Linked DNA regions of Gossypium hirsutum: region 1 is linked to region 2. The links are chromatin contacts, called in public Hi-C maps. All regions are on one chromosome and are shown on one strand. The core of a region is the stretch at or near the end of the contact, and the rest is flanking DNA. Distances in the headings are between cores, read along the strand shown.

The links. Hi-C and Micro-C count contacts between places; a contact is called where the count stands out from the background.
Region 1: a Hi-C map of leaf shows a contact between it and region 2, with 1.5 times the contacts expected there. The contact joins the promoter of LOC107898039 here to the promoter of LOC107957311 in region 2. A contact is called at or near these places in 2 of 34 Hi-C or Micro-C datasets (both in leaf).

The regions. Positions count from the first base shown.
Region 1 is chrA05:49,755,395-49,758,240 of Gossypium_hirsutum_v2.1, reverse strand. It overlaps LOC107898039 (3-oxoacyl-[acyl-carrier-protein] reductase 4), which reads right to left and starts at 1,331. Exons shown (of 11, transcript XM_016823598.2): 1 at 892-1,331; 2 at 313-455. The coding sequence starts at 1,075.
Region 2 is chrA05:49,340,574-49,343,537 of Gossypium_hirsutum_v2.1, reverse strand. It overlaps LOC107957311, which reads right to left and starts at 1,478. Exons shown (of 6, transcript XR_001700405.2): 1 at 833-1,478; 2 at 1-52.

The sequences.
Region 1 (2,846 bases), core at 82-2,581, 410 kb before region 2:
GACCACCATTTAGAGTTTGAAAAAGATTTAAAATATAACTTAACTTTAGATTATGGTAATCATAAGCAGTATACTCTGAATAATTGATGAGATGATAACCAGTTCCATTTTCAAGAGATACAAAACTACATGCAAACCTGATACAAATCGAGGTTTAATTATTATTAATATTATTTATAAATTTTAAACATTATATGACGAAGATATCTCCCAGTTGTAGTTTCAGTCTGCAAGTTACATTCTTCCTATGGCTTTACAATAAAATTTAAGGTGATAAGGGCAGTAAGATCCTGAAAAAGGACAATCACTAACCTTGCAACCTGCTTTACCTAAAGCCAATGCAACTGCTTTACCGATGCCTCTAGAAGCTCCAGTAACTATGGCTACGGGAGCTTCTACGTTTTGAGCTGCTTCAATACTGGCTTGTTCAACAGTGGCAACCTGAGCTTTTACACCTGGAAAACAAACCAAAAACTAAAAATACTCAAAATCCAAAATTAATAGAAAATACATCTCTCGTAAATGATCAATGATCTCTCAAATTATTATTATCAGTTAAAACAACAAAATTCCACAAGCTCCAATAATAAATTTGACGATGATTCGGTATCCTTAAACTAAATTAAATAGAAATGTATCTCTCATAAATAATCAATTATCTGTCGGATTACTAACAAATGCAGCTTATTATCAGTTATTAAAGTAGTTAAACAACAAAAGTCCACAAGCTCCAAAGATAAACTTGACTACAGTTCAGTATCCTTAATTAGCAAACAATGTTTCCAAAAAAAGAAAAGCAAACATGCTGAGCTTTCTGCGAAATTAGCATAAAATATTCCATAAAGATGAAAAAGGAGAGTGCTTAAAAGCCAACGAAAAAAAAACAAATACCGGAGGAGGCAAACGATCGTTTCGATTGGCACTGGAGACCGATAGAGGGCCACGCCTGAACCGATCCGAATCCGCCGGAAATCGGAGACCATTGCCGAATCTGAACAAATTTTCGGTCAGTAGGATCAGCAAACCTCGCGGCGGGTTTTAGAGCGACGACATTGGATCCGGTAACAGCAGCCATCGTAATCGGAGCTCTGAGGAATCTGCGAACAGCGAGGATAGAATAAGAACGGGAAGCGAAGAGGGAAGCCAGAAAATGAAGCCTTTATATAAAGCCGAAAGGGGAACAAAAAAAAGGTTTAAATGGCGTTTGAATTTTGTTTTAGCTTTGCTTTGGGAAGTCCGGAGAGTGTTAAAGAGTGGGCGAAGCTAACGAAGTGGGTGAGGACTGTTGTTATTTAATCCCAAAGATTGGTTGAATCGAATGGGTCTTGGTTTAGCCGATATTTACAATGAAAACCACTGCCTCTAAATGGCCGATGGTAAAGCGGTAATATCCTCTAGGTGGCAATGCAGTAAAACAGTCTTTTGGGCACCTTATTGTAAATCGGATCATTAATCCATGGAAATTTAGATTTAAGGAGTTCAACTGCAACAAGCCGATGGAATTAGGGAAGAAAAAACTTAAGGTGTTCTTTTATTGAAAAAATAAGAACATTTAGTTTTTCTATATCCACTAGAATTTTACACACGCGTATTTGTCACGTAAAGAGTGTTTCAAGGAGTCCAATCAATTAAATATGACTTATTTGATCCACCAGAATTGATTTAAAAGATATGATGTCTTAGAATATATAATTTTGTAATCTCAAGGGATTGTGTAAATCCTTTAAAAATCTCAATTGTAGATAGACTCTAATCTTGATCGTTGATGTAACTCAATTTATACCGTTGGATTTTAGAGGAGCTCAACTATAAATAGAGGTCTTCCCTTTCATTTGTAATCACTCAGTTGTAACCTTTTAAAGTAATAGAGATATTTTAAGAGCATTTACTCAAATACTTGGTATGATTTTGCTTTCTTGTAATCACTTAGTTGTAACCTTTTAAAGTAATAGAGATATTTTAAGAGCATTTACTCAATATGGAAGTGATGCAAGGGATGCACAATTCTACTACGGATAAGCTGATAGTGAGAGAAGATGCTCTCGATGTAACAACTTGTTTTAAGTGGTGTTTGAAATAATGGTTTCGAGACCATGATTCTGACTAGTGAGTTCGTATTTTATTATTTATTTAATATTCATAGAGTTATTAGAGTGTCATAGTAAAATTTGGTTAGAAAATTTTAACGTTTAAATAGTTAACTTAATAAAAAAGGATTAAATCATAAAAGCTACAAAAATTAATAGCTATAAGTTTAATTATATTAAATAGTTATAAAATCATGAATTTAGAGCTTTATATGGTAAATCTACCAATTTATTTTATAGTGGACGGTTAGGTGATAGTTTTATATTAAATTTGATTAATTAACAAAGGTTAAAATGGTAAATTAGTAAATAAATTAAAAACAAAAGATGATAAAACATGTTATCATCTTCATTTCACCACCACCACCGATTCTAAAAAGGAAAAAAAGAAAAAAGAAAACAACATTGTTGAGTTCCTTTAGGTTCGGCCAAGCCAAATTCCAAGTGCATGGTATGTGTTTTTCTTTCATTTTTAGTGCTTTTTATGTTTTTGAGTTCGTTGTAGCTTAATCTAGCTAACCCGAGAACTAATTCGTAGAAATGTTAAATGTTTTGAATTATACCATTAATGAATTTGTAATGATTTTGAAGTTTAATGATAGATTTATAAGCTTGATAGTTAAATAGGATTTATTTTGTAAAGTGATTTTAGTTAATTTTAAAGTTTAAAGATTAAGTTATTAAAATAGAAAATTTGCATGAAATCCTTGTAAAAATATGATGAATATGGGCTATATGAGAATTATAGATGATTCGGTT
Region 2 (2,964 bases), core at 229-2,728:
TCTTCAAAATAAAGCATGGAAGCAACCACCATATCAGCAGGCGCATAGAAGCCTGTACAAAAGTAAACCCAGATCAAGAAACAGTGATATACAAAGGAAAGTTTTTCAAGTGCATCGTAGTTTCATTATTATTACCAATATGGCTGATGCTAAAACTACTAGAAAATTCAGACTGTGCTGCTTCAACTGTTCATTCTGACGGAAATACCTGTATTCAACACATTTCGACATATATATAGGGATAGGACCCCAAGAACCCACCAAATACATGAAAAACTGAACTCAAACTCATCCAAATCCGAATAACATAGTATTCAAATTTCTTGTTTTGTTGAATAACATAGGATTCATTATTATTACCAATATGGCTGGTGCTAAAACTACTAGAAAATTCAGACTGTGCTGCTTCAACTGTTCATTCTGACTGAAATAACTGTATTCAACACATTTCGACATATATATACGGATAGGCAAGAACCTACCAAATATATGAAAAACTGAACACAGACTCACCCAAATCCGAAGAACATAGGATTCAGATTTCTTATTTTGTTGAATGATCTAATTAAACCGAAATGTTATTACTAAAATACTTAGTAATTTCCAAATCTATAAAACAAGCAAAAGTCGAAGTCAGTGATCATTGGCTAGGATTAATCTTTCTATTTTAGTAACAGTGACCAATCCAGCAACATGAATCCAATATTTAACATTAAATTATAAACCAAAGATCAGAACATTGAATGCGTTAATCATATGATAAGGCAAGGTATAAATACTAACTAATCGATTTTAACACCACAAGTTTTCGAAGAAACGAGAGAAGCTTTACCGCAATCTGCTTAACATAGAGATCGGTAAAGCGAACCATTTGACCACCGTATCGATCAACGAACAGAAACCTACGGATGCCGTACTTTCGGAGATTAAACGAAATGCAAAACAAAGAAACGGCCGCCAAACAAGCCTGAGAAGCCACGATACCGACCTCGAAATTCTTAATCTGGTACATCTCACAACCGTCGCAATCAGAAAGTTCCAGCGCTAAAACCGGGACCAAAACCCCGACCACCGTGAACGCCGCCCAAGATAAAGAAAAACTCAGCAAAGACGACTGGTTGAAACCAAGGCAGGTCAAAAACCTCTCCAAATATTCCAACGAATCATCGAGACGGTTACTCGTTCGGATCTCTTGCTGCCGCTGGTGGAGGCCTCCAACGGCGTCGTTTTGAAGGTTTGAACTGAGCAAAGGGATTTGCGCGGGAGGCGGTTGCTCTTCATCTGATCGTAACTGAGTATTATCACCCATAAAAAGAAATGGAAAAAGATTTTCAAAAATTTCACTCAATCAGCTCTAAATTTTTAAAAAAATAATAGAAATATATTTCGCTGTTTCTTAAGATCGTTGATAGAAAAAAAAGCAGTGAAGGACGAATTTTTGGAGTGTGTCGGAGGTTATCCCTTGATGGTTGAAATTTTTTTAAAATTTTTTTTAATTATATGGTGAGGAGGGTAATTATTGAGCGAAGTCGTTTTTATTGAAATTTAATAACGGTTAGCTTATGATCATGTGATTTCAGCCGTAGATATACTGAGATCTCTGGCCAATTAGCGTGTGATTATGATCAAGATCTTTGTGGTGAGTTATTGCTGATAATCAAGGCGTCAGATTAGTGGAAGTGGGACCGGACTTTATTACTTGGAATTTGTACTCTCTTATTTTCATGAAAGCAAGTAAAGAGACATCCAGTGCAAATTGTATTTTAAAATGTATTTGATAGAAAATATATTAATATGTTTAAAATGTATAAATATGATAATTTTTTTTAATTCAACAGACTGACATTTTGCTAAGCACATTAAATAATAATTTGACACTGAATCCCTCTAGCCTAGGTGCTTCTGCCCTTTTATTATAATTTGGCTTTTTTTTTAACTTCTTTTCAATAATATAAATTTTTTTTGAAAAGAATTAAGATAATTTATGAACAAAAAGAAGATTAGGTAGATAAAAATACTCAAATAAATAAATAAACATTACCACATTGAATATAAGCAAATTTATTAAGAAATTTCGTTCAAAAAAAATATTAAAATTTTGTTGAAATTATTACGAAGGAGGGTTGGAGTTTCCCGCCATAATTAAATGCAAGGTTTTTTTAAAGGTAAGAAACCGAACAGAATGCAAGTTTTAAAGGAGAATAATATAGTTAAAGTAGGTACTTGGCGGATTAAAGTGTATTACTGGAAATAAATTAATTTGTTTAATTAAAATTTTGAGTTTAAATTGTTTTGTTTCATTTTTTAAAAATAATTCGAAAAAAGACATTATATTTTATATTTGTTGGGACCAAAGCCAGGTTCGCGTAGGAGAAGAAAAAGACAAGCAGAAACATATAGACTAACCATTGCTATTATGTTTGATATATAATTAGGGATAATGATAAATTTAATATTTAATGTAAAAGTTAATTTTATACCGTTTCATATTTTAATTATCTCCTTTTGTTTTTAACTCTCGCAATGCTTTTGTTCTTTAAATTAATTTTTCATTTTAAGCATAATTTTGTAAGAGTCATATACTCATTATATTGTATCGTTTCTTATTTCTTCCACTCAATTCTTTTGAAACAACCGAGGTACCTCTACCTAATCCCTCTATATTCATGTTTTGGTGTCTATTTCATAATGCAATAAGAGACTAAAGATATGGAAATGTTCAAGTTTTAATTAAATTTTCGGCTCAAGGTTTTAATATTGTCGAAAGGCTCATCAAGGAAGAGTAAATATGATCAAATATGGGAAGTAGGGATACACAGCATAAGAGTAAGTTATTTAATTTCTAGTTATTTAGATAATGGTTTAGGTAATCCCTAACATTCTACAATATACAATCTCTTTCATGTTTTTAGTTAAACCAATGAATAATGATTAATTCAACCATCATGTATGTTAGAATTAAGT